4 separate regions of the Mus musculus genome follow, and regions 1, 2 and 3 are each linked to region 4. A link is a contact called in public promoter capture Hi-C data. All regions are on one chromosome and are shown on one strand. The core of a region is the stretch at or near the end of the contact, and the rest is flanking DNA. Distances in the headings are between cores, read along the strand shown. Region 1 holds the start of Utf1 (undifferentiated embryonic cell transcription factor 1). Region 2 holds the start of Olfr525 (olfactory receptor 525). Region 3 holds the start of Tpcn2 (two pore segment channel 2). Region 4 holds the start of Ins2 (insulin II).

Region 1 (7,276 bases), core at 2,398-4,897, 2.7 Mb before region 4:
GTTTCTGCTAGAATTTAAAAATCCAATTTAAAAAATGAGAAGGAAATAGATTCAGCTCTCCCCAGAGCTTCGGACCTTCTTATACCTGGGCTCCCATTTATTTATCATTGACCCCTCCAAAACCCAACACATACCCACATCTGACTCCAAAAGAGCCCAAACTTAGCTGCTTGCTGACCGGTGTTTTTGTTTCCACTCAGCAAGAAGGACCAAAACTGTCTTTTGCACTCGGCAGCTCCAAGGGTCTGGAACCTTCCACTGGAGCCCAAGATTTCTAGCAACCTGTCTTGGCCACGTTTATAAATCCACCCCACCCTCAGCCTATCCTGCCAAGTCCTCTGGTCGTCTTAGTCCCCAGAGAACGGGGAGAAGCAGCCTCTGTCCCAGCTGGGCCTTCTGCCTTAGCTGTTGCCCCTCCCCGTGGCCTGTTGTTGCTCTCCACCCACCACCCCCACACCCCCAGCTTAGAACAGCTGCAGTTGACAGGGATGCTGGGCAGAAGCTCTGCCCTCTAGCAAAGGGGGAAGAACACTGCGCACTAACAGCAGCACTAATGCAGGTTCTCCTTCCTGGGACCTCTGGGAGCAAAGCCCCTCTTTACTGTGCTGTGGGCCCCAGAAGCAGCGGCCTACCAGCCTTCAGCAGCTGCGCATGCGCACACCCATCCACTGTGTTCCCTTGGCTCTGCACACCACTAGCGCTTTGTTAGACGGACAAAGACGTGAGTCAAACTGCTGCCTTAGTGGTATCAGACATCTCGATTTCTGGATCCTCAACAACTGGCGCTGGGCTTTGGCTCACTGGGAAGGGGTCGTCTGGCCAGGAGGGCTGGGAGTAAGATGGACAACAGCAGGTGGGGAAAACTCCCGTTCGGACACTTTAGGCAACAACCCAAGCCCTGCCTGCCACAGGACCAAGACTGTTCTGTATTTTAGAAGTAGGGATTTTGTAGTGAAGCAGCTAGTGGTATTTCTAGGAAGCTGTGATTTGTGACCAAATGCTGGACTTTTAATGCTGAGAGGTGTTTCCTCACAGGAATTTGCTGGAGACGCCAGACCGTGCTTACACTGGATGTAAGCGGGACTGAGAGTCCTGGCCATGCATATGCAACTTACTGTTTTGGGACTTTTCTATAAGGATTATGTTCTGTTGATCAACGCCTACATTTTCAGATTTTGTATCTAGTGCAGGAGGTGTCCAGCGCAAACCAGCATTCCAATGGTGCTGACTTAATGCGTGGGGAAAGTGAACAGGCTTTTGGCTTCAGCACTGTTTGCATGGCGCCCTGATGTCACAAGGTACAGATTTCTAAATAAAGTAATTTCTACCAAGCTACTGTCCTACGGTCCATTTTGTAGATTTCAAAAGCAAAACCCACGCTGAGCCTAACGTCTTTCTTGGCTGAGCAAGGGAACCTCACCTAGGATCTCCAGGTGCTTCAATGGGAAATAAGCTCAGCCTAGTACTGAAAGCCAAACTTCCAGGTCATACCCCATTCTGCATGACATTCACTCTCCTTATCACAGGGACCAGGTCTGGCACCCTCACCTCTAATGCATCTGTCCTCTCCAAAACCAAGACTCTGATGACCACAGCTCATTTCCCTATAGCACCAACTGTGGAGGGGTGAGGAGACGGTTGCCCTACTGTAATCTGTCCACCCCAACCAGTTTCTACTGATTGGCCTGCAGACAAGACAGAGCTGGCCAGTTCCCTTGGCCACCCATTGGGACCTCTCCTGAGCCTCCAGTGTCTCGAAGATATGAAGGAGGTGGGGAGTGGATTACATCTCTGTGTACTCATTCCAGACACAGGAAAGATAGTGACAATAGAGTTACCTGCCTGGTGATAATAAAGAGTTAAAAATGGCGGGGGGCAACCAGTGGCCCAAAAGGCTCAGTGAACCTTACATCTCAGGTCCCGGCCTTGTGCTGAGCCTGGAGCTTAGTCCTGAGCACTGTACCTGAGGGAAGCCTCCAGCACAGATGGAGTTTAACTACCCTAAGACCACTAGACTGAAAGTAAGCTCGAGATGACCACACGGTGTGTTGAATGGACAAAAAGGTCCCACCATCGCCAGCTGCCTGTCCCCAGAGCCACCAGATCCCATCACATGGGGGGCTTGAACCAGGTGATAAACACCTTGAAAACAACAGGCTGTAACTCAGAATACTGTCCCCAGGAAGCTAGGCTTGGAATGGCAAGTAGAGATGACCTGGCCTACCCCAGTCATGAGGAACACAGCCAGTGGTCCTTGGTCTTTGTTCAAGCCCCTAGTCACAAATCACTAAAGAAACAGCCGCTAATCTTTGCGCTACATTGTTGTCTTCGGTCCCACAGCAGGAGACCACCACAGTCCCAGAAGCAAGATGGCAGACTGGTACTCCTTTTGACTTCACTGATCTCTGTAAAACTAGGGCTACTAGGGACTTACTTGCCATCTTTTTAGGATGTTCCTTTTTCTTGTCTTGACTACATTGGCCAAGAATTCTACACTCAGACGAACTTTGAATATCGTTTTCTTAGTCTTAATCTTGAGGGGAAGAGTTGATACTTTGTCACCCTTTGTTAATAGATAGAAAGATTCCTTTTTGTAGTGTGTGTGAACTAAGATTCCAATTTAGCAGCCGCTGATCGCTATCAAATCTAGCACCCAAATGGCCTCCCTAGCTAGATGAGTCAACTAGATACAACATGTATCCATCCATCTTCCAAAGCCCCCAGCCAGAGCAGAATGGAGAGGATGGGTCTACAATTTGCATAGATAAACAACACATTCTGGTGCACTAGCCATACAAGGTGCCAGAGTTTTGTGTTTCTGGAGCTTTTCACAGGCTGTTTATGAGTAGTAACTAATGGGCGAAGCACAAATATAAAAACAAAAACAAACGAGCTGACTCCTCCCATCTGCCCTCTTCACTCGATCTTATTACATTGTACCTTGATTAAATGCTTTTTAAAAATGATTTATTTGGGCCTGGAAAGATGGCTCAGCAGGTAAGAGAGTGCTCTCACCGAAGGTCCTGAGTTCAAATCCCAGCAACCACATGGTGGCTCACAACCACCCGTAATGAGATTTGACGCCCTCTTCTGGTGTGTTTGAAGTCAGCTACAGTGTACTTAGGTATAATAACAAATAAGCCTTATTTTAAAAAGATGTATGTATGTATGTATGTATGTACTTAATATGAGTACATCGCTGTCTTTTGACACACCAGAAGAGGGCATCAGATCCTATTACAGATGGTTGTGAAACACCAGGTGGTTGCTGGGAATTGAACTTAGGACCTCTGGAAGAGCAGTCAGTGCTCTTAACCACTGAGCCATCTCTCTAGCCCTAAATGGTTTTTTGGGTTTTTTTTTTTAGTAAAAAAATTTTTACACGTTCTGTTTTGTGTAGCAGGGCAAAAAAACTCCGTTCTCAGGTCCTGGGTCCCTAAGGAAAGGACTAGAAAGGGGATGGGCTAGAATAAGCAAGGCACAGGCCAAGAGGAACTAGGTAGGCGAGGGGGCGGGGCGGCTAGACGATGGGAGGGTCGCAACGACCAGGTTCAGACGCAGAGGGCGGTGCGGGGTCCTTAGAGCGTGTGTGGGCGGCTCTGGAGGAGCCCTCCTCTCTGGTGAGGCCACGCCTTGGAGTGCACGCACCTCTACCTGGCTCAGGGATGCTGCTTCGTCCCCGGAGGTTGCCCGCTTTTTCTCCGCCGTCGCCAGCTAGCCCCGACGCTGAGCTGCGGTCGGCCGGGGATGTCCCGGTGACTACGTCTGATGCCTTCGCTACTTCGGGCGGGATGGCTGAACCCGGCTCGCCCAAGGCTCCCGTGTCCCCGGACTCGGCGCAGCGCACGCCCTGGAGTGCCCGAGAGACGGAGCTACTTCTGGGCACGCTGCTGCAGCCGGCCATGTGGCGCTCACTACTGCTGGACCGCAGGCAGACTCTGCCTACTTACCGCCGCGTGTCCGCCGCACTGGCCCGTCAGCAAGTTCGGCGCACGCCCGCTCAGTGCCGCCGTCGCTACAAGTTCCTCAAGGACAAACTCCGAGACTCCCAGGGCCAGCCGTCCGGACCCTTCGATAACCAGATCCGCCAACTCATGGGGCTATTGGGGGACGATGGGCCGCCGAGGGTTCGCCGCCGCTCTACTGGCCCTGGACGTCCCCAGCGCCGCGGCCGCTCGTCCCTCTCCGCGTTAGCACCCGCACCTGCACCGGTGGAGCAAGGTAGGAGCAGCCATGTGGGCAAGAAGGGTCTGGGTCTCCTGGGGAGGGGCGGAGCCCTGAGTTGGGATTCCGTACGTTCCGCGCGTTTCTCTCGTAGAGGCCGAGCTGCCGCTGGCTGCGGAAAATGACGAACCTGCCCCTGCGCTCAGATTCAGTTCTTCCACGACGAAGTCTGCAGGTGCCCACCGCATTACCAGCTCTCCTCCTCTTACGAGCACCGACACTCTGCCTCCTGAGCCGGGCCATACCTTCGAATCCTCCCCGACGCCAACCCCCGACCACGACGTGGAGACCCCGAATGAGCCTCCTGGCCTTTCCCAGGGCCGTGCTTCTTCCCCGCAGGTTGCTCCCCAGTCGTTGAATACCGCGTTGCTGCAGACCTTGACGCACTTGGGCGACATCTCAACAGTTCTGGGCCCTCTGCGCGACCAGCTGTCGACCCTGAACCAGCACGTGGAGCATCTACGAGGTTCCTTCGACCAAACCGTTTCTCTGGCGGTGGGGTTCATTCTGGGCAGTGCAGCCTCCGAGCGGGGCATCCTTGGGGACTTGCGCCAATAAAGCTTTGTTATCAGTCCTCTTCTCCAGAAACGACTCCCAGTCTACCCCGACCCCTGTTACTGTCCCCATCCCCATCTCAAACCTAGGTTCTTACCAAAATAAAGATTGTGTTTTCTACTTAATCCTGTGAATGAATTCGGACTCCAGGTCGCGGTAAGAATGGAACCCTAAGGGTAGAGGCTAAAAGACACAGCCCCTCGCCCCACAGTTGTGCATCTTTTCGGTGAAGATTTGGCGGAGTGGTACACAGTTGTTACCTGATGTTTGGGGCACCTGATGTGCGGAACCCCTCCACTGGTCAGCAGTGATTGAAACCCAGGGGCTGGCTGGATAAGGTACGTGGATGGCGGGTAGGCTAAGAAGTAGAAGGGCCTCTCTCAAGGCATTATGCTATTGAGTAAAGTAAAACATCCCTAAAGTTCTCGCCTATCCTGAGTAAAACTCAGTTTGAATACTCTGGGCCGTGTGAACCGGAATAGTCGGGGAGAACTTGGAAGACTTCCTCGGAGGTGTCAGATTTATAGAGAGAGGCTGGGGCCTGGGTATCAACCACTCCAACGGACTTAGCAAAGCCCAGCTGCCCAACTAGAACTTTCAAAGCTGAAATTCCAAGGTCCTCAGGGACTAGAGAGTCAGAGTGGGGGAGGGCTTAGGTGCAGGTAGAGGAAAGGAAGCTGCTGCCGGCACTTCACTAGCATAACAATGACGGCTCATCCTGAGGCTCCAATTTACAAATTCTGGGCCCATCCGGCCCTTACTGCTAACCCAAAGACTAAGTCTTGGCTAAGGGAAGTCCTGAGGAGTTTATCCAGATGGTCCCAAGGTCACAATTCCCCTTCTGAAGACTTGGAATGGACCTTCAGGTACTGACTTGTGGTGTGGACCTCCTGCCAGGTCCTGCGATCCCTTCTGTGAGAGACAAACTTGGAAAGGATCCCACTGTACAGGGAGAATAAGTTGCTAAAACCTTAGAGATGAGCCCACTCTGCAAATGCCTCCCCAGCAAACGCCTGGGAGCCACAGGGCCGGGGCTCCAGATACAGCCCAGGGGCCTCGGAAGTTTTATTTCCCCTAGACAATGACGGTGGTGCAGACCTTTAATTCCAGCACCCAAGAGGCGGTGGGATCTCTAAGTCTGAGACCTGTCTGTCTACAGAGTGAAAGATTGTATTTCCCAGCAAATGTACCCACACTAAGATGGGAATCTTAGTCCTGGAGAAGATGGTCCCAGGGCTTGGAGTAGACTTCACCTGAGGGTATGGGCTGAGCTACTGGAGAGCCCAAGGCGATCACTGCAGGAATCAGTCTCAAACCTGCCTCAGTCTTCAAACTGGGTGGGGGTGGGGGTTGTCTATTTTTAATCGCCTTAAGCATATGAAAAGCTTTGGGGTGTGTGTGTGTGTGTGTGTGTGTGTGTGTGTGTGTGTGTTTGTGTTTACTAGGGCTGATACTTTATCTGACCTGCCTTGCTTTCTGAATTTTTGTTTTAAAACAGAATTTCACTGTGTAGTTCTGTCTGGCCTTCGGTTCACTATGTAGACCAAATTGACCTCAGATTGGCCTGCCTCTTCTCTTGGGTGTTGGTATTAAAGGTGTGAGCCAACACAGTCAATTCAGTGTCTCCTCTCTCTCTCTCTTTCTCTTTCTCTCTCTCTCTCTCTCTCTCTCTCTCTCTCTCTCTCTCTCTCTCTCTCTGTGTGTGTGTGTGTGTGTGTGTGTGTGTGTGTGTGTGTGTGTGTGCCTTAGAACTCATTCTGTAGACCAGACTGGTCTTCAACTCAGAGATCTGTCTGCCTCCCAAGGAGGAACTAAAGACATGGGCCACAATGCCTGACATAACCCAATTACTTCTTAAGTCTTTAAACTTATTTGTCATCATTCTAGTGGGTTTGGGGTTGGCACACCTTTACAGCTAGTGGGCTTATGGAAATGCCCTTAGTTTTATAGCTAGTGGGCTTATGGAAATGACCTTATAAATGCGGTGTTTTATCTTCTCCCTCATCCCAGTGAACTGTGCTTCCTGCTTAGAGTTCTGTGCTGTGTAGCCTGTCAGTATAGAGTCTGTACACCAAGTAGGACAGTGTGGGCAGCCTTCCAGTTTCTGAGCCGAGTGACTAGTCTCACCTAACTGAGTTGTTGAGTACTGACCCTGAGTTAGGAGCAAGCCCCTTTAAGAACCGGGGATGAGCCTTAGGGTGCTCCCCTCTAGTGTTTATTGCACTATCCCTGAGGCAAAGGCTTTGTACGTGAGCCCTCCACTCTGAGGACCAGGCTTTCCTCCTCACTGCTCATGCTGATGGGACCTCTCATCCCATCTAAAATCTGCTCTGAGGGTACCAGCATCCTGCTGCTTCCTCAAGTTTATGTCTGGTGGGATCTGGGCCTCAGTAAAGTCAACTCTCCAATAGTTCCAGTATGGTGTTGATAAAGGAATGCTTATTTGTTTTATAGTTAACGAACCTCACCAGTTTGGGACTCTTTGTCCCAGGAGGAG
Region 2 (7,058 bases), core at 862-3,361, 2.4 Mb before region 4:
CTCAGGCAAGCTGTCTTGCACGCATCCCCAGGGTAGAAATCACCACAGGGGGTCAGTGTCCTAGAGCACATGACCTCAGGCATCTGCTTTCTCTATGCCTTAGGGTCCTGGTGTCTCAGCTTGGGGACTATGGCCTAGAGGGACTCCTGTTTACCTCATTGTGGGTAATTGCTCTCTGTGGGCCACTCCCTAGCAACCTCAGTGTCCACCCCATGGGGCAGACCCTACATTAAGGTCAAGAGCAAACAAAAGAGACACAGGGTTATAGCTTTGTGCCCATCCTGTATGTTCTCTATGACATGTAGACATCTTGGGTATAGATGGGCAGCCACAGACAGCTTCTCCTTCCATGTGAGTTGCTCCTTCCTCTATTCCCTCTTTCCTTTTGGGTACCCATCTCTCTCTCTCTCTCTCTCTCTCTCTCTCTCTCTCTCTCTCTCTCTCTCTCTCTTTCTCTCTCTCTCTCTCTCCTTTCTTTCTTCTTTCTGTGTCTTCTGTGAGGGAGAGATAATTCTCAGAAGAGATTTGGTTTTGCTTTGATCTATTTTAGTATATAAAAATGAAAAAAAAACCTGTTACCAGAATTACTTTGACTCATAGTTACAGTTTGAAACTTTAAATGCATGGCTCTGTAGGTTTGCTCTGTGACCTATCTGCACTGTTGATCAGTATGAATAGAAATCTTGCCTTGTGGCTTGGCTCTGAGGCAGATTTGGGTCTCTAAAGAGGCATGGTGGTTTCCTGTGGATCTGGTACAGAGTTCAGAACTCAGAGCCACCTGTGGCCTGAATAGTTAGAAGCAGACAGTTACTAGGGTTGAGATGTAGACAGAGGGAATTTGGGGGGTTCAGTTGAGAGGCCCTGCCTTCTGTATGAGGCCCCTGGGATCTGCAGGGAAGGCTCACAGATAAATCTTTCCTTTTGTGGGCACAAGTATGGGTCTTGAAGTTTCTATGGGTAGCTTAGCTCTTCAATAGGAGGGGTTGGGGAATCATAGGCTCAGGTCCTTCTCTTAAGTTCACCCTGTAGGAGAAAGACCTTGATCTGTGCAATCACAGGGGGAAAGTGTCTTCCTTGTTCAGCACATACCCTTTGTGACTTCTTTGTTTTCACATACCCTTTGTGACTTCTTTGTTTTCATGTAGCCAACATCCCACTCATGGAGTCTCCAGGATGGGTGTGGGCCTGCTCATTCCCATCAGATAGTAGAAAGGGGCAGAGCTCTTTCTCTGCATGCTGATCAGTTCCTATTCTTCTCTACCTGAGAGGCCCATATGCTTGGAGAGTCCTGGATGATTAGAGATATATGTGTATAAGGTGAGGGGAAGATAGACTTGAAGCTGGGTAGGAGTGATAGCCTAGAAATTGGGGGCTGGCGTGAAGCCAGGTCCATGCCTTTCATGTTGTTTCCAGTCCTGGCACAGCCTGATACCTTCTCTGGCAGGCACAAGCCTTCCCAGGGTAGTGAGTGATACCTGTTGTCCTCGCTGGGTTTGTCATCCTCAAGGGAGTGATTTAGAGTGGCCACGTAGAAATAGACAGTTCTGGTATTTACAAAAGGGTTATATTCATTCCCCAAGAGCCAGGGCCATCTGTACCACCTACATGCCATTCTGTAACAGCTTCGTGTTCTGAATCTATCACGACCCCAAAACATACATCCTGGAACTGTTTTTATGCCTGCCTCTGAGAACCCTGGCCCACTCCTTGATAAGGTTGGTCTTCTCTAGGTTCAAAAGGTCTATGCTGTGGAACAGACTGCCCCTTAGTATGCCTTAGCTGCCTGGTGTACATGCTGAAAGGAGCTCCAGTTCTCAGAGTATCATAGGGCATGATCTATGTTAAATCAAACAGAAGCTGTAGATGGATATTGCCCATCACAGGCAGGGGTTCCTTCTGTTCTGGGTCTACTGTGTACAGAGTGGAGAGTTCATGCTCACACTGTCACACTGTGTTGAGAGATGATGTTATCAATTCTACAGAAACAGAGCATTGAGAAGCACTCCTACTCACGGCTGTCTGAACCCAGTGTGAAATGATGGCTGCCTCACACCTGGTGTCTCCTTGACCATCCCATCTGTGTCACAGTAACTCCCAGGACTCACTCTCAAATGGAAATAAACAATTACACAACTGTGGTGGAGTTTGTCCTGCAGGGACTCTCTGAGGACCCTGGGCTCCAGGCTCTCTTCTTGGCCTTTTTCTTGCTTCTTTACATCCTGGCTCTTGCAGGAAACACCCTCATCATCATAGCCATCAGCCTCAACTCAAGCCTTCACACCCCCATGTACTTCTTCCTTGCAAACCTGGCCCTGTTGGACATCGTCTGTACATCCACTGTTCTTCCCAAGCTGCTGGAGGGTTTGGTGGGTAAGAGCAGCCACATTTCTTATAAGGGATGCATGACCCAACTCTTTTTCCTGACCTGGTTTCTAGGGGCTGAGCTGCTGCTGCTCACTGCCATGGCCTATGACCGCTATGTGGCCATCTGTCGCCCACTGCACTACAGCATGCTGATGAGCTGGCCCATCTGTGTCCTGCTCGCCGGCAGTGTGTGGGTCATCAGTGCAGCCAGCACATCTGTGCACACTGGCTTGATGGCACGACTCAATTTCTGTGGCCCCAACCAAATTCGTCACTTTTTATGTGAAGTCCCAACACTGCTGCTTCTGTCTTGCAGCCCAACCACCCTCAACAACATCATGATTGTCATTGCAGATGTTTATTTTGGTGTGGTCAACTTTCTGTTGACTATGATATCCTATAGCTTCATCATCACCAGCATCCTGCGCATCCGCTCCACAGAGGGCAAGAAGCGAGCCTTCTCTACCTGCTCTGCCCACCTGGTGGTGGTTGTCCTGTACTACTCCACCGTCATCTACACCTATTTGCAGCCTGGCTCCGGATCCTCCTTGGAGAATGGCAAAGTAGTTGCTTTATTGTACACAGCAGTCAGCCCTACCCTGAACCCCGCCATTTATTCTCTAAGGAACAAGGATGTCAAAGTTGCCCTCAAAAAGTTATTTCCCTGTTTCCAATGAGGAGGCAGAAGGCAACAAATGTGACTTGATCAAGCTGTTGATGAACTATTTGGGATGTGTGACTGAGAATCTGATGTCCTGTCAGAGAACAGATAGGTAATTCATATGGATGTACATCTTCTGTGCTCTCATTGGAGGAGCCACTGGCCATTTTCTTTTGGAAGTGAGGACATCCAGGTTTGGGGTAGGCTGTGTGTTTATATCCTGGGTAGCTATCTCTTACGTAGAGCTTTTTGGTATCATGCATTGGAGAAAATCACCCAGACCCGGATATTGGACTAAGTCCTCTTAGTTTGGACTTGAGAAGTGTGTCTGGTGGCACCATGGTCCTTACACCTCTGAGAGGAGAGAGAACAAGCAATATGCTTCTCATACCAGCAATGCCCAGGAAAGGTGTGGGTTGACACATCTCTTCTTCTCCAGTTGGGATGCTTTGCTGTCATAGTAGAGGATGCCAGACTTTTCTTGGTTTGGACAGAAGCTTCTGCAGACTGAGTAGGAGTTCAATCTCCCTCTGGCCTCTGAATGCTGTTGCACACTGCATCCTCCTAGACTCTCTTCTCACCTCTACACAGTCTCCTCTGGACTATGATAAACACTGTGTTGTTTGATGCTGTTGCTAGCATCCTCCAAATGTACAGTTGCCTTGTGATTCTTCACCTCTGAATCCTTTGCTGTGGCTGTTTTTTTTTTTTTTTTTTAAGACCTTGATTTCTTTGCCAGTCACTTGTTCCAAGACACTTGTCAGAGTCTTTTGTTTTGACCCACTCCCTGCCATGTCATGATTGTTTTCTCTCTTCAAGGGCACACTCATGATCCTAGGAAGCCTCTATGAATGACCCAATACTCTCCACTCAGTATACAAGCAGACGCATGTACAACCACACCTGTTAATGTCAGTGGTGTTCATGTTCTCAGAGATCAGTCCACAGAAAGTAGCTTTTTTCTTTCTACCAAGCAGGATGTAGAAGTCCACATAGGTTATCAGGCTTAGCAAGCACCTCTACCTGCTGAGCCATCTCATTGGTCCTACATATTTGGTCCTGAGATGTGTTTTCTACCCTGTATCCAGGGTTTTAATGTCCACAGTTCCGTACTGAAAGAATTCAAGCATAGTGAATTGGTCAGGATTTAGCCGGGCAGCTGTGATCTTGTACCCACTGCTCTGCTGTTGAGTTCTTGCTCTATATCCACTTCCTAATTTATTTATGCACATGCCCCTCTACTTTACTCATTTCAAAACAAGCTGCAAACATCAATTAATTCATTCTCCCTTAAATAGTTTCATATGCGTATTAGAGGCAGTCATTTGTTTATAGGTTTTTCTGGCTTGGGTAAAATTTTCAGACAGTGAAATGAGTGACTCAGTGTATCACTTACTGAGTTTTGGCAAATACACAGAGCTATGCAATGCAAGTCTCCTAGGAGAGTGGAGATGGTAGCCTTTAATGTAGGATGTTTTACCCAGGGCTGTTCTACATGTTGGACTTGAAGTCATCAGTGTCCTTTCTGGTAGTCATTGCTGCCTGATATTTCAGCTGCAGGTCGATTTTGTGTGTTATAGAACTTTGTACACACGGCGTCATGCAACACACATTCTTTGACATGTATGCTCTTTCATAGCACAGTGTTTTTTAATTTTATTTATATGTATGAATGTTTTGACTGGATGTATGCATGTGTACCACAAGCATGCCTGGTGCCCTTGGAGGTCAAGAGAGGGTGTTGGATCCCTGGTTGAAGTTACAGATGACTCTAATCCAACATATGGGTGTGGTACTACAACCCAGTTCATCTGCATGAGCAATAAGTGTTCCTAGGTGCTGAGCCATCTTTCTAGCCCAGAAAAGTATTTTAAGTATTCCTTCCTGTTATCATGCATGTGTAACAAGTACTGTGCTCTTTTCTATTTTGGTGAGCAGTAGATTCTAAGGCTTTATCACACTGTATTATCCAGCTTCTTTCTATAGATAATCATCAAAGTCCTATTCCATGCTTTTCTTTTTCTGTAGTAAGTGACTGTGAATGGCTTTGTGGGGTCTCAGGGTGTGTGTGGGCTGAGTTTTGTAAGGAAATTATCACCGAGGTTTCATCCTTTTCATGCTCATCAACAGTGAATGGGGTTTCTACTGGTATTTACCACCACCTACATTCATTGATAGAAAGAAGTTCAGAATTGAAGTCTAACTATCCCTAACTCCTGAGAGGCTCCTGAGAGGCTCCCTGCTGCTTTAGGAGTGACACTGGCATTGGGGGTGGCTTGCATTGTTCTTTACTGCAGAGGTGCAGCCCTACAAACTACCCCAATTATTGCTTCACACATCTGTTCTGCCCCCCCCCCCCCATGCTCATTAACACTCCTGTTGATTTCTTTATTTGATGTGTTGCTTAGGAAGGCATTACTTAAACTCTAAATATTGAGGCATTTCCTGTTGGCATTGTTATTGATTGCAAGGAGGCATGAATTTGGCTTGATCTAGCTTCCTTAGAGTCAGTTGCTCCTGGAGCACTCTGTGCCTTTCAGTTCCTGATAAACCATGGGACTCTTTCAGGCAGTGAAGCATTCAGGCTCTGTGTTTCCTGGAAGTCAGTGAAGCTCCACAGGACAATTACTCTGAGACATTAATATTGAATACTCTGTATAACATGCAAATGTTGTTGTGGGAAGCCACATGTGCCGTTGCAGAGTGGCGCTGGCTATTGCTGGCCACCACGAATAAGTTTGGACAAACAACCAATGTGTACATATGCAGTAAATCTTTTTGCCAAGACACTGCCTGGCCCGAGCATGACAATGAGGTTTTGAGAGTATAACCAATCAGATGTGAGACATGCAAATAAGGTATGATAATGAGGTTCTGTGAGGTACTGAGAGAGAGTAACCAATCAGATGAGGAACATGCAAATGAGGTATAGTGCATAACCAATCCGGGTGTGACACACGCCTCTCCTAGGCCTATATAAGCAGCACCAGTTCCGGGCTCGGGGTCTCTTCGCCACTGCAATCAAGCTCTCCCAATAAACTTGTGCAGAAGGATCCTGTTGCAGTGTCGTTACTGCTGGCCAGTCCGGCACGCGCAAGATGTTGTGTCTTGGCAACTACAATCATACTCTTCCTGGCAACTGCCATTATACTCTGTCCCTGATAGGGGTATCCAAAGTCTGATTGTTTGTAATGAACTTGTCTCATCCTCAGTCTTGCTCAGACCCCTCCATCCTGGTCTGGTTTCATTTCTCACTGACCAGATCAGGAGATCCTGGCTTAGTGCCAAAGTGCTGGTGCTTAGAGTTGGCTTTAATTCTGCAACTCTCTCTGTCTGTCTATCTATCTATCTATCTATCTATCTATCTATCTATCTATCTATCTATCTATCTAATCTTATATCACTTATACCCTTTTAATTGTGTTGAGACTTGTTTTATTGCTGAGTATGGGGTAAAAGTCAGAGAGACCTCATAAAGTCCCTGTATCCTGTCATCATTGTGTGTGGCGCTCATGCACTGGTTTGGAGGCTGATAGTCCTTGCTTATCTCTCTCTCCTTGTTCTGTCCCTAACTGAGAGGACTGAGATACCCCACTGTAATAAACCAGATAACATTGTCTTGTACTTATACCAGTTTCGCTAGGACATGCGGGTTTTGTGTTCTTCTGTTACACTGTTTCCAACTCCATGTTAATACTTTTCATCAATAAATAAGTTCTTTTATTCATGCTACTAACTTCTACTCTGAGATTAACACTGATATTAAATCAATCCCTCTAGCTTTCATTCAACTGTTAGCATAGTGTATATTTTTATTATTTTACTTCCAGCCTTATCTATCTATCTATCTATCTATCTATCTATCTATCTATCTATCTATCTATCTATCTATTTTTCCCGAGACTGGGTTTCTCTGTGCAGTTTTGGCTGTCCTGGAACTCAGGCTAGTCTCGAACTCAGAAATCCACCTGCCTCTGCCTCTGATTACAGGCATGAACCACCACTGCCCGGCTTTATTTTTATATTTTAAGTA
Region 3 (6,527 bases), core at 908-3,407, 2.6 Mb after region 4:
CGGAGCGAGGCCTAGCTCTCCCGAGCCTGTAAGCCCTTGATCAAGTTGTCTACCAGAAAACTTTCCCAACTTGAGAGTCCAGACTCCCTCCAGGGCTACTGCCCCTGAGCTCATCACTCTAGGTGGCAATGACACCTATAACCCCAAACATCAGAGCCAGGGGACTTCTGCTGCACGCATTGGGTCAGAATGAGGCAAAGTAAGGGAAAGTAACAGGGGCTCAGACACTGTCCTCCCATGATACCCTCTATTCCCTGTCAGCCAGGTCTAGACCTGCTCTGCCCCCCTCTCTCTCTACACACAGCCATTCTAGTTTCAGCAGAGAGGGAGGAGTGGGTGGACATGTGGTCACCTCAGTGTCTAGCTTCCTCGTCCCTATCCAGCATGCTGTGTGACCTTGCACAAGTCCTTCACCTTTCTGCACAGGTTCCTCCCCGATTTTCCCATCAGTACCCACAGATGACGGTCCTCCACTTTGCAGTTAGCCCACAAAGCCTATAAACAGCCTCCCCCTCTTTTACAGCAGTCAGGAACAAGATAAAAACCACTCTGTGAAACCTTTGACAGGGGCCAGTCAGGTGGGCCTGGTTTAGCAGGACACATCTGTAGGGACCCCTGGGATCCTTGGGAAGGCAGGCCTGCAGCAATATCTACCCCCTCTGAGAGTTTGACCACAGGTCAGCCAAACTCAGAGCGGAGATTCTCACCCACTGGATGCTGACCTGGAGACTGAAAGGTTCATTCTCATAGACAGCCCAGTCTAGGAGATGCAAATACAGAGTGTTGTCTGGGTTCTCAACAGCCCTACCCAAAACCACAGTGTTTGGAAAAAGACCCTCCAGAGTTTCTCATCCAACACTGCCCAGCCTTCCCAGAGAGTGAGTCTCTTGTGTGACAATGCCCAGCATTGAGTCTTGCCTCCACAGAGAAAGCTAAACCTGTCGCTTGTCCACTCTGCAGGGACAAGGCTTAGAAGCAGCATGGCACTGCTATCATGGACATCTGTTAAGACCCACGCACTGGATGCCACAAAATCTCTCTTTGGATCCTCAAAATGTGTCCCCTACCCCACCAGTCTGTTACTACCCCTTGTATTGAAACTCCAGCTAAGTAACCCGACGAAGACCCACACTCAGCAACTGGCAGCCCCAGAAAGGTTCCAGATGCCTAACACCAAGTATGTGTCCCCTGAACCATATGCCCTGTCCCTGACGAGTGGTTTCAGCAGAGAGGGAGGAGTAGGTGGACATGTGGTCACCTCAGTGTCTAGCTTCCTCGTCTCCTATTACGGACCCTATGTCCTCACTCTTCAGTGAAAAGGCACGGGCTATGGGTAGACAGGGGCCAGTGTGCCAACCCAGTCTGCTCCCAAACAGGGAGGAAAGGAAGTTCAGAAAGGGAAGTTTGAATGACCAGGCCACCAGCACACACAGGGCAGTGACCACACCAGAAGGCAGGGCTGTGACCTTAGGTAGGTCAGAGGTGAGGAGGGCACAACTCACTCTGTCTCTCTCTCCCTCTTCCCCTCTCCCCCTCCCCTCTCTCTGCCTAGGTTTGCTCATCTGGAAAATGAGAAGAATATCCTCCTGCCTGTCAGCCAGCATCCTCTGGAGATGACTGGGAGGCTAACTCCACTCTCCCTGGGCTCAGCAATGTCCCTGACCAAGGAAGGGAAAAGGAAAGAAGGCTCCGAAGCACTTAAGAAAACAAGGAAGGAAGTCTCCCTGGCCTTAGGTTACCAGCTTCAGCCCTTAGCAGCCAAAGCAGTGCTCCAAAGTCGCTCTCAGAGGATGTTCGGCCACTCACTGCCTGGGGACCATGGGCTGGAGCACGCTTTTCTCCCTAATGAGGAAGAAGCTAGAGTGGTGCTGTAACCCCAACACTTGGAAGGCCAAATCAAGAGGATCTGGAGTTCAAGGTCAGCCTGGCTACTTGAGACCCTGTCTCAAAAAGTAAGGAAAAAAGAAAAGTAAAACTGAAAGTGACACCTCACTCACCGGAGTGGACCTGGCCACTGCCTCGGTCCCGGCCCAGAAGGGGCTGCTCTTCTGCCGCCATCCCACCAATGTAACAGGCCGGACCTGGTCCCAGCCGCGAGAGCCAGGCGTTCCGGAGGAGGAGCTCTGTGATGACTCCCAGCAACAGCCAATGAGAACGGAGAAATCCCTCTGGAAGGCGGAAGCAACAAGCCCCTCCCCCAATGGGTGGCGCTCCGCTTCTCTGCAGCACCTAGTGGCAGAAGGCAAAGAAGCTAAGGCTATCAAGGAAGTTTTTCAATCAATGCAAATGACTACTATTCCGTCCCAGCTCTAGGAATGTCAGAAGGAATCTCTTCTTGTGAGAGAGTGGGTGAGTGAGTGAGTGAGTGAGTGAGTGAGTGAGTGAGTGAGTGAGTGAGTGAGTGAGTGAATAACTGACTGAGTGAATGAATGAATAACTGACTGATTGATTGAGGGACTTACTGACTGACTGACTGACTTAGTGACTGTCTGAGTGACTGACTGAATGTGTAACTGACTGACTGAGTTTGCTTGCTTGCTTGCTTGCTTGCTTGCTTTTTATTTCCAGAGCCTTATAAGACGCCAGGCAAGCTCTCAACCCCTGCTACACCCAAAGCCCAGAAGTGTTTAAGCAAGCATTTTGTGTGACTCAAAGCCCAGAAGTGTTTAAGCAAGCATTTTGCGTGACTCTGACGCATGTGAGTACTGTGAACAAGGGAGTGACCACAGAGGTCATGCCCCACAAAAATGAATCTTGAATTTCTCCAGAAATTAAACAAACTAAAGCTTGAAACTGGGTATGTTGATGCACAGACATGGAATCCCAGTACTACAGGTAGCAGAGACCTGAGGATTGATGTCAGTCTGGGAACAGCCTACTACTAGTTAATTCCAGGAGAAGGAGAGAGAGAGAGAGAGAGAGAGAGAGAGAGAGAGAGAGAGAGAGAGAGAGAGAGAGAGAGAGAGAGAGAGAGAGAGAGAGAGCTGTAATCTGTTGCCTGGAGATCAGAAGTCCAAAGATAGGACTATCTCTTGAGGCCTCAGAAGGCTGAAATCAGAGTATGGTCACTCTACTGGGATCTTTTTAATTTTTTCTTTTATTATTATTGTTGTTGTTATGTGTGTATACGTATGTGTTCATGTGTATGTGCGTGTCTGTGTATATATACAAGTGCAGGCAGGTTCAGACATACCACATAGTACTTGAAGGTCAGAGGACAACTTTCAGGAGTCGGTTCCAGGGACTGAACTCAGGTTTTCAGATTTACATGACAAATACATTTCACCATTGAACCCTGTCTTCAGCCACATTGTGAGATATTCTTCAGAGATGGAGGAAAAAACCCACCGTGGACCCATCAAGGAGACAGGCTGAGTTAATTTTCTTGAAGCTTGGCCTGAGATCCATGCTTCCTCACTTGCTAGGCGTGCCTGGGGTGCCTGAGACGGTTCCCAGCTCCTGGGATCACTATATCCCTCCCCCCCCACCCCCATTTCACAGCTGGCAAGCACAGATTGGATGCTCAGATTCCAAATGCACCACCTCCACATTTGACGCAAGACTTCCTGCTCTCTGACTCTCCTTTGCCCATCTCTACAGGTTTGTCCCCTGGGGAAGGCAGTTAAGGCACATATATCAGCCGGGTGGTGCTGGCTCAGAGCCTTTAATCCCAGGACTCAGGAGGCAGAGGCAGACAGATCTCTAAAAGTTTGAGCCTTGTCTAGAGTTCTAAGACAGCATGGGCTACACACAGAGAAACCCTGTTTGGAAAAACAAAAGGCAACCAAACAAAAAGCCACCACCTAAGACCTAAGGCTTACCGTGTTCAAGGCCAGCACAGCAGGGTGGAGCCACTCACAGTTCTGTACTGAGGTTACTCCTTGTCTCACGCCCCATTCATCTGGAGATACTAAAACTAGGTACGCTGTTTTCAAACTGACAATAGTTTACAGTTCTATAGTATTTATTTATCTATCTATTTATTTATTTCAAACTTTATGTTCTGTGTCTGAGTATTTTGTCGGCATGCGTGTGCATCATGTGCCTAGTGCATCCAGAGATCAGACAGAGACACTGGACCCTTGAGTAGCCCATGCTGGCCTCAATTTACAATCCTCCTGCCTGGATTCAGGGTAATCTCTGTCTCTTTAAAATGTATTTTATTTATTCATTTTGACGTGTGTGTGTGTGTGTGTGTGTGTGTGTGTGTGTGTGTGTGTGTATGTAATTTAAAAAAAAAACCTATCTAATTTAATATAAGCACGATCACAATGGGTAAAAGTCTTATATAGCCCAGGCTAGTGAGGTAGTTCGAAGGTGAAGACGCTTGCCATCAGTCTGAAAACCTAAAGCCCACCCCCAGAACCCATATTCCGTGTGGAAGAAGGAGAGAACCAGCTCCTGAAAGTGGTCACCTGACCCCTACTACACACACACACACACACACACACACTCACATACACACACACACACACACACACTCACATACACACACACACACACATACACGCATACAAAATAATAAATAAATCTAACTCCGTTTTAGAGATCATATTTTCTGGGGGCTGGAGCGTTGTCTCCGTGGCTAAGAGCACTTGATCTTCCAAAGGACCTGGTATCCAAGCACTCACCTATGGCAACCATTTGATTTGTAACCCCACTTCCAAGGGTCCAGTGCCTCTGTCTGATCTCTGGGTGCACTAGGCACATGATGCACACGCATGCCAACAAAATACTCAGATACAGAACATAAAGTTTAAAGATGAAATTTTCCATAGATAGGGTGGACCAGTGCTCAAATTAAAAAAAAAAAAAAAAAAAAGAAAAGAAAAGAAAAAGAAAAAGTAGACAAGAGGCTGACCCTGTAGCTCGGCTGTGTAGCATTTGCCTCGCATGAATATGCCCCTTCCTGATTATTCCAAGGTTTCTTGATTAAGCTAGGAGTCTATGCCTATTGTTCAGGACTTTTAAAAGGTTTCATTAAGTAAGCCTGATAGTTAGATGTCAGTCATGTTAACTGAAGCCTGTAGTCTTCAGGCTCTGTGAGTTCAAGGCCAGCCTGGTCTACAGGGTGAGTTCCAGGACAGCCAGGGCAGCTATGCAGACAAACCCAGAAACTCAGAAAAACAAAACAAAAGACAAGGAATTAAAATCTTTTTATCTACCCCACCTTGTAAGACTTTTATGCAAATATTTCAATCCTCCCACCTGGTAATCGCTTTGTTTACACAAAGATCTACGACTCTATTCTGGGTATCTGATGGCTTGGAGCAGTGAGCCTTTTCCCCCTCAGTTCTGGGAATCTGATGGTCTGGGGCCATGAGCTGTCCCTTTCCTTCCTTTCCTGAACACCAGTTCTCTTCAGACTAGCCAATTGGATAAGACTGTGAGGTTGGGCTTTAGCCAATGGAGAAAAGACACAGCCTCCACCTGAGTTAGAATAAAAATCAGATGTACTTCCTGTCTCTGCCTGCCCCCTCTTCCCAAGTGGACCATCTTGATGAAGAGGCAAGTTTGCCTTGTCCGGGCACTTCAGTTGGATTATTTTCTTTGTGGTTGGTCTTTTTTCTTTATGACCCCAAACCTCCTCCCTTCTTTTTCTTTTGTTTTGTTCTGTTGAGACAGGTTTTTTTCTGTGTAGCTCTGGCTGTCCTGAGACTCAGTGCTATCTACGCTGGCCTCTGTTCAGATAACTCACATGTACCGTATCAACTGGCCGTGAGAAGGTGTCTGTTTCTCTACTGTGAACTGCTGGGCGAGGAGCCAGGCTGGCAGGGTGTGTCAATGTCTGTTGCTTCCTCACCTGCTCAAAAAGGAAGGGCAAGCTGCTTCACCAGGCCCTGTGGCCCTCGGTACCAACTGCATGAGTAAGGAGTGTGGCAGGAGGACCAAGAGGACGGAGGAGGACAGATCAGAGCAGGGAGAGAGAACAGGGAGAAGCCCACATAGCTGGGACACAGTATCATGAAGTGTCGGGTTCAGTTTAGATGGGCTAGCTGAGGGACTGCCCCAGCAAACAGACCAACAGTCTTTATTATTAAACTTCAAGTGGGTCCCCCAAAGGCCTGTCTATAATAGGCCTCAAACTCAGAGATCCACCTACCTCTGCACCCCAACAGCTGGGATCAAAAGTGTGTGTTGCTATGCTGTGTTTTATAAAAATAAAGAGAGAAGGAATATGTTTGGTGGATGTGCAGTCAGGTGTAGGGGAAGGGGGTGTGTCTTAGTCAGGGTTTCTATTCCTGCACAAACATCATGACCAAGAAGCAAGTTGGGGAGGAAAGGGTTTATTTGGCTTACACTTCCATGCTGCTGTTCATCACCAAAGAAGTCAGGACTGAAACTCAAGCAGGTCAGGAAGCAGGAGCTGATGCAGAGGCCATGGAGAGATGTTCTTTATTGGCTTGCCTCCCCTGGCTTGCTCAGCCTGCTCTCTTATAGAACCCAAGACTACCAGCCCAGAGATGGCACCACCCACAAGGGGCCTCCCCCCTTGATCACTAATTGAGAAAAAGCCTTCCAGTTGT
Region 4 (7,069 bases), core at 3,768-6,267:
CTCACTTTGAGCATATGGATGAAGCACTGAGTGGGTGATGCATCACCATGACAACTTTCAGTCTGAGGATCCCAGGCCTAGGCCCTTCTTGGAGAGAGAGGCATGCTGGCAATCCTAGGCCCAGCCTAGGCCCAGATTCAAGGGTCTGACGCAGGGGTCTGCAGATCAGGCACGGGATTCTGACTACCTGCAGCAGAAGGGTGTTATAGGTGAGGTGTTTGTACCAAGGTGGTGGTGGGAGACAGGATACCTGGGAGCCAGGCAGTGAGCCAGTGACTCCAAGGGGGCTGGCTCAAAGCCACTGGGTAACTTGGCGCCAGCACAGCACGGCTGGACCACACAGGGCCACCTCCACAGCTTCACTTTCGAAGGAATCCGCCTTGCTGTTCTGTGGCCCAGCCAGAAACAATAGTTGGAGGGGGGAAGAGAAAAGAGACACGGCATCCAGACTGTTCTTCAGCTCGACTACCCCTGGCCACACCACCCCCAACATTCTTTTCAAAAATGACCTTCCCTTCTCAGCGCTGAGCGGAAGGTAGACATGGGAAAGAGCTGACCTTGTCCCAGATGGACTCTGCGTGAAGCATCCTGCACCCTGGGGTCCCTGTAGCCCCTACTTCATGTGAAAACTAGAGTTTTGTCTTCCAGCCTGTGTGCCTAAGAACACTCCAAGCAAAGGAAGGGATTACTGGATCTTCTGGCTCCCAGTCTCTGTGTCCACTAGGGCTCTGGGAACCACAAAGGTCCCAGCTGGAAATAGACAGTCTGCTCCCCTGGCCTGTTTGCTTAGCCATCGTGTGAGGTGTTGCATGGATTACCTCCTACACTCTCCTCTAGGCAGCTGTAATTCTAGACAGGTAGAAGATGACTCTAACCTGAGACATTCTAGGAATGGTGCAGACACCTGGATATTTATTTGTTCCTCCTCCATGGGAATCTAGGAAACCTAAACCCCAAAGGTGCACATCCAGTCTTTCCTTCCCAAACCTCATACTCTCCACAATTTAGAGCAGTCAGCGTCTTGGGAAGCTTCTTTGTTCCTGTGACTGCAGAGGAGCAAAGGGAGACACTATGCAGCCTCTAGAAGGATCTACTATGATAAGCCAGCCCTTCAGACTTGTTGTAGTACTTCAAAAGCAAGGTTTTGGTGACCTCTGCTGGACGCTTCCATGACTAACCATTTCTGGCTATGGTATCTAGATTTCAAATGTCTACTCCAAAACAGTAGTTATCTGCACGGAGGGACACCCAATCTGAGTTTGTGGGAAGGCTCCTCAGGGGTCTCCATCATTCACATCTAGGCTAGAAAGCCACCAACTAGTGCTTGAGGCTGCCTAGTGACAACTTTTCTGGGTGGGTTGACTTAAGAGCTATCTGGTTCCTACTCCTTGGTTCAGAACCTTGCTGGGTATAAGGATCTCAAAGGGTAAAAAATGGACCTCAGCATCCCTGACCCTACCTCTCATATCACTCAGGGCCTGTTCAGCCTGAGAGAACATGAGTACAGTAAATATTTATTGATAATGTAAGAAAGCAAATAAGGTCCCTGGGGCTAGGCTGAGGTGTCAGCTCATTTGGACCCGGAGACAATGTAATCTAGGGGAGCCAACCTCTAGGCAGCTACATTGGAAGACCATATTAGGTGTTGGGTAATCTATACTGTGAGTAGCATAGCACTGAGCATAGCAGAAGAGTGGCTTCCCTGGCTCCAGGCCTCAATCTCCCCATGTGTAGTATTAGTATGAGTCTCTCCATCCCATATATATGGAGCTGAACTGCTTCATCAATCCAGGCAAGAGGTATATTGGCTATCCTTAGTAATACCCTGGCCTTCCAGATGGTAGGCAGAGGCAATGAGGTCCCCATAAGACACAGCTAAATCTCAAATACCAAAGCAACAACACAGCTAGCTGGGTAAACATGGTTATCACTGCAGACCCCATGGACAAGGGGAGCTCCTGTGCTGCAGGGCTGCGCTGAAGGGCCTCAGCAAGGTCAGCAGGAGTGCCTGAGCCAGGTCAAGGACTGACCTACATGGGGTGACCTAGGGCTTAAAGGAACATCTGAAGTCCTCTGCTGGGATGTCTGGGGTTAGCACCCAGGGTGATGCTGATCAAAGACTGAATCCGGTTTGACCTCTGCTCCCTGGGCACTGGTTCAGTTTGAGTGGCTTCTTCTTGTCCACTCTTGGAGGGATTGAGAGACAGCACATGTCCATCTCTAGTATTCTGCTTCCTCTCCTCAAGGCCAGTAGGAAGTAGAGCTCTAAACTAGAGTTTCAGAATGCCTCAGGAAGGCATGGGGCATGTGCCTCAGCCTGCACAGGTTGGTTCTGGGGCAACCTGCCTCTCCCTTGAGGTCGGAGTCAAAGGCTGCAGGAGTGAAGCCATAGATAGGAATCTGGATATCTGGACCATATTTCTGTTTCTAGAACCCCATAGCACTAGTCCACCACATTTCCTGAAAAGCTTGACTCGCCCCACAAGGCCCAAGGACCCAAAGATTTTTGTTCCCTTTACCCGTGACTCATATGCCCTCCAGAAAGTTTGTGGCACTTGAACAGTAGGGTACCCTATCTGCTACCCTACCCAAGACCCTGGGGAGTTCCATAGAATGACCCCAGGCTCCTCCTTCTTTCTTCTTTTGGGTCCAGTGTCTATCCATCCACTCATCCATTATGTTCATTTCTGGCCTTCCTTTTTCAGGGGGATGGCTGGCTATGGCCTTGTGACATTTCTCTAGGTGGGGCTGTGGTATTGTCACAGAGAGGGGGTGACCAGGAAGGGTTCTTAGCACTGCTGGAGGAGGCTTCCCAGCCAACAAGTACCAGCAAGGAGGCCTATGTCTAGTTCAGAGACTTGCCACCCTGGTTCTGGGTGGAGCTTTGAGGAACAGATGGGTTTGGCTTGGGTGGCAGGCAGGTTGGCCAGCCCTTGTGGCAACCAGGATCACCCTAGGCCCCTAAGCTCTCATCTGCCGGACAGGTGGCACCCAACTGGGCTCAGAGTGTGAAAGAGAGGCACTCTGTTGAGATTTCCCAAAGATCTAGCTGTTTTGTGGCTTTTCTTTAGAACTGAGAATATTTCTAGGGGACTACCAAGCAGTTAGGTTCAAGGAACCTATCTAGCTGGAAGGAGGGGCTGAGAAGTGGTAGGAGGCCCCAACCCTAGGTCTTCCTCATGGCCACCTTGCTTAGAACTCACAACTGGTCATTTTTGAGAAGTGGAGTTCTGGCTCATGCCCAGGGCTTATGGGATCCCTTCAGTACGTCATCCTACCCATGTGGGATGCCTGTCTTCTTCTGAGCACTAAGAGTCACTTGGATAGTCTGAGAGCAGCTGGGGCTATTCTCTGTCCTCCCAGAGCTGGGATAATCTCTTTGAAAATGCCTTCCATGGCCTTCCAGCTCAAGGTCCCAAGCCTCTCTTTCTACCCATTCAGGGAGTCCTTCTAAAATAGCTATGGAAAAAGAACTCAGGAAGGCTAGATGGGAACTGTTGTTGGAATATTTTGGTCCTCTTTCTTATAAAAGTTCTCTGGGGCCCTTGAGGATCCAAGGCTATAGAGCAATAAATTATCAGCTCCTAGCTGCCATCACCCATGCCTTCCAAAGACCTCTAGCTCTTCTCTATCCAGCTAGAAGCATCAGGGGTGGGGGTCATGATCCTCCCGGACAACTCAGGGTGGGGGTTATGGGCTACCTGACGGTATTGGTTATCTTGGGGAAAGGAACTGTCTATGTTCCAGGTTTGGTCTAACAGGTACCTGTGGGAGGTGCCCAGGGAGCCAGGAGAAAACTGGGGATGCAGAGGGAACCAAAGAAGTCTTGGGTAGATCTTTTAGGGGCTATTGTGGCTAGGCAGATAGATAGATTAAGCTGTGGCTACCCTACCAGCCCCACTCATGTCTCCTGGTCCCACATATGCACATGCACATACACACACAACTTGTGCTCATTCAAAGGTTTTATTCATTGCAGAGGGGTAGGCTGGGTAGTGGTGGGTCTAGTTGCAGTAGTTCTCCAGCTGGTAGAGGGAGCAGATGCTGGTGCAGCACTGATCTACAATGCCACGCTTCTGCTGGGCCACCTCCAGTGCCAAGGTCTGAAGGTCACCTGCTCCCGGGCCTCCACCCAGCTCCAGTTGTGCCACTGCCAGGGAGGTTGTGTCAGAGCAGGCCAGGGCATCAGCAGCACAGAAGCAAAGACACATAGGAAAATCCAGTCAGGAGTAGCTGAGCAACCTCCTACTACCCCAGGTTTTCTCGCCCCTTAACCCCTGCAGGTGGCAGGGGTTGCATGCCTGTGGGACAAGTCACTGGTCATGGATGGACACATGGGCCTCTAAAGCCTACTCATCTTCAGTCAGTGCAGTGCTCTATGAGGGCCCTAAATAGGTACCTATCCTGGGATCTAGTCACATGTCCCAAGTTACTACCACCAAGGACCCCTTAAGGCAGGATTCTTACTCATTCCTGGCAGCTGCCATGTTTACATATGTCTAGCTTCCCCCAGAAACGTGTCCCCACTCCCTGGTTATCCCGAGACCCTCCACACCTAGGACACAATTTACAATGTCCCAAGTGTGAAGAAAACCAGGGTAGTTAGCACTGGGGACAGAATTCAGTGGCAGAACTCACCTTGTGGGTCCTCCACTTCACGGCGGGACATGGGTGTGTAGAAGAAGCCACGCTCCCCACACACCAGGTAGAGAGCCTCCACCAGGTGGGAACCACAAAGGTGCTGCTTGACAAAAGCCTGGGTGGGGTGGGACTCCCAGAGGAAGAGCAGGGCCAGCAGGGGCAGGAAGCGCATCCACAGGGCCATGTTGAAACAATAACCTGGAAGATAGGCTGGGTTGAGGATAGCAAAAGTTTCACGTAAGAGAGGAGGCTATATCCTACCTCAAGTCCCTGAGGTCTTAGCTGGGGAGCCAGGCCCACTGAGAAGAGTACCTTCCTGCTTGCTGATGGTTTTTGATTGTAGCGGATCACTTAGGGCTGGTGGTTACTGGGTCCCCACTACCTTTATAGACCAAAGCACCTCCTCTCTGCCCCCTGGACTTTGCTGTTTGACCCATTAAGGGCTCCAGGTGGGGTAGGTCAGCAGATGGCCAGAGGGGCTGAAGCTGCAGTTTCCAAACACTTCCCTGGTGCTAGGTCTGCAGAAAGCGCTCATTGGACGTCAACACCTCTACTTAGTCCTAGGGTAATTAGAGTCTTAACAAGGGGCCCTGATGGCCTGATGAACCAGTTCACAGCAGGGGACATTGTTCCAGAGTGGGTGATGCTTTCTTTGTCCTTGGCTGAGCATTTTTCCACATCATTCCCCAGGAAGTTGCAGTTGGGGACCTAGTATCTTTGTCCCTTGGACTGTTTCACAGTTCCAATTGATAGCTGGGTTCTTAACTCAGCCGAGTCCCCAGCTCTCTCTCAGAGGTAGAAGGAAAGCAGAATTCAGGCAGCAAGGCACTTAATGGTCCCTCCTCCTCTATCTCTCTTTCCATATCCCACTTGGGGGTCAGCTGAGCTGAAGCCCTGTGGTACATCCTCCTGCAGTATCCAATAACAAGATAAGCACCTGAAGGCCAGCAAGTCTCCATATGTAATACTTGCTTCAGAGCTCAAAGCCAGCTGTCTCCATCTGTTAGTGCATGCTCTATTCCAGCTACAAAACCTTTCTCAGCCTCCGCTTGGAGTGGTTGGGGGTTCCTTGACTCTTTCTGTTCCTGATTTGGCACTGTCCTGTTTCCTAGGCAACCAGCAAAAACACTTGGTGCCTTGTGTGAACTAGAACTCTACCCTCCGCAAGGCTTTACAGACACTAGACCCGAATTGTGGGTCCCTTGCTCTCTGCTCCTTGTCCCCCAGAAAGTGCTGCAGACATTCACACTCTGGGTACCTGGGAGACTCCAGTGGACCTACTGTAGCAGAAGATATTTGAATGCAAGAGGAGAGCAGGTGAAGAGCTCAGGCAGGATGGGGTAAGAAGATCAGGGCAGTGTGGAGGGGTGTCCTCAGGACCATAGTGAGGCCAGAGGGCCTTGCTGAGGGTCTCACTGGGGATCCAACCTCCTTGGGAGCTTTTTCTTTTGAGAAAGGAGCTTTGTGGTGTAGCTAGGCTGGTCTTAAACTCAGTCAGTCTTTTTGCCTCAGTCTCCCAAGTTGAGCTATATACCACCACTTCTGGCTCTCCTTGGGAACTTAAAAAGGCTTAAGGTCTTCTTTATGTTTTTTTTTTCTGTGATATTTAAATTCTTTCGGAGGTCTCAGTGACACACAGGGACAACCCTGAGCATCCCCACAGGACTTTAAGGCCTCCGCAGGACCATCATGTAAGCTCAAGACTCTCCGGCGTCTCCATGAGGAATGACACATAGCTTGTATCTTAAAGGAGTTCATGGATACACTAACGCTGCAACAGGCTTACCCCACCCCAAGGTTGCTTACAGTCTATTTTCAGGGTCTCCCTGCGGCTTAAGGCTTCACGTGGCTCAGCAGCAACGCCACCTCCCCATTTCTCTCCCCCATGAGAGTTTCACTGTGGCTCTGGGCTCTCCCTAGAGTCTCAGCTGAACAGATGCCTTTCCCAGAGTCTCTTTGAGGTTTTAGGGTACCCTTGAAGGCAAGGGCTCCCAGAGACAGCTTCAGTTTCTCAGTGGGGTTAAGACCTTCTCTAGGCACTTTTGGAGCTTACAATCTTCCTCAGAGTCTCATCATGGTCCTGCCATATCACCACTCTTTCAAACTCTTACAGTTTCCCCAGGGTACTAAAGGGACTTAGGTTTTCTCCAGATGTTAGTGAAACCCAGTCTGCTTGGGAACTCAGCAGGGTTCACACTGCCTCCCTGGCTCTCATCCAAAGTCATGGCATTCCTGTGGATCTCAAGGGATCTTAGGACCCTCTATAGGACCTCAATGGGCCTCACTGATTTCCCAAGATCTTAAAAGGACTTAACTCTTTCTGTCTTACTTAGTGCCTTTCAAATCCCTGTGAACGAATCTCCCCAAAGAAGCAACTTTGGGAAGGAGAGGTTTTATTTCAGCTCATGGTCCATCATGGAACAGAAGT

Evidence for each region. Promoter capture Hi-C pulls out the DNA fragments that hold promoters and counts their contacts.
Region 1: a promoter capture Hi-C map of liver shows a contact between it and region 4, with 5 times the contacts expected there. The contact joins the promoter of Utf1 here to the promoter of Ins2 in region 4.
Region 2: a contact with region 4 is called in a promoter capture Hi-C map of liver, with 2.8 times the contacts expected there. The contact joins the promoter of Olfr525 here to the promoter of Ins2 in region 4. A contact is called at or near these places in 3 of 39 promoter capture datasets (cranial neural crest and liver).
Region 3: a promoter capture Hi-C map of pre-B cells shows a contact between it and region 4, with 3 times the contacts expected there. The contact joins the promoter of Tpcn2 here to the promoter of Ins2 in region 4. A contact is called at or near these places in 3 of 39 promoter capture datasets (hippocampal neurons, liver and pre-B cells).

Annotation. Positions count from the first base shown.
Region 1 is chr7:139,940,209-139,947,484 of GRCm38.p6, forward strand. It overlaps Utf1 (undifferentiated embryonic cell transcription factor 1), which reads left to right and starts at 3,648. Exons shown (of 2, transcript NM_009482.2): 1 at 3,648-4,221; 2 at 4,319-4,904. The coding sequence starts at 3,666. The coding sequence ends at 4,782. It overlaps Kndc1 (kinase non-catalytic C-lobe domain (KIND) containing 1), which reads left to right. Exons shown (of 31, transcript NM_177261.4): 31 at 1-1,332.
Region 2 is chr7:140,320,590-140,327,647 of GRCm38.p6, forward strand. Olfr525 (olfactory receptor 525) reads left to right here and starts at 2,112. Exons shown (of 1, transcript NM_146956.1): 1 at 2,112-3,041. The coding sequence starts at 2,112. The coding sequence ends at 3,041.
Region 3 is chr7:145,281,854-145,288,380 of GRCm38.p6, forward strand. Tpcn2 (two pore segment channel 2) reads right to left here and starts at 2,158. Exons shown (of 25, transcript NM_146206.5): 1 at 1,998-2,158. The coding sequence starts at 2,058.
Region 4 is chr7:142,674,709-142,681,777 of GRCm38.p6, forward strand. Ins2 (insulin II) reads right to left here and starts at 5,018. Exons shown (of 3, transcript NM_001185083.2): 1 at 4,954-5,018; 2 at 4,639-4,839; 3 at 3,948-4,150. The coding sequence starts at 4,825. The coding sequence ends at 4,005.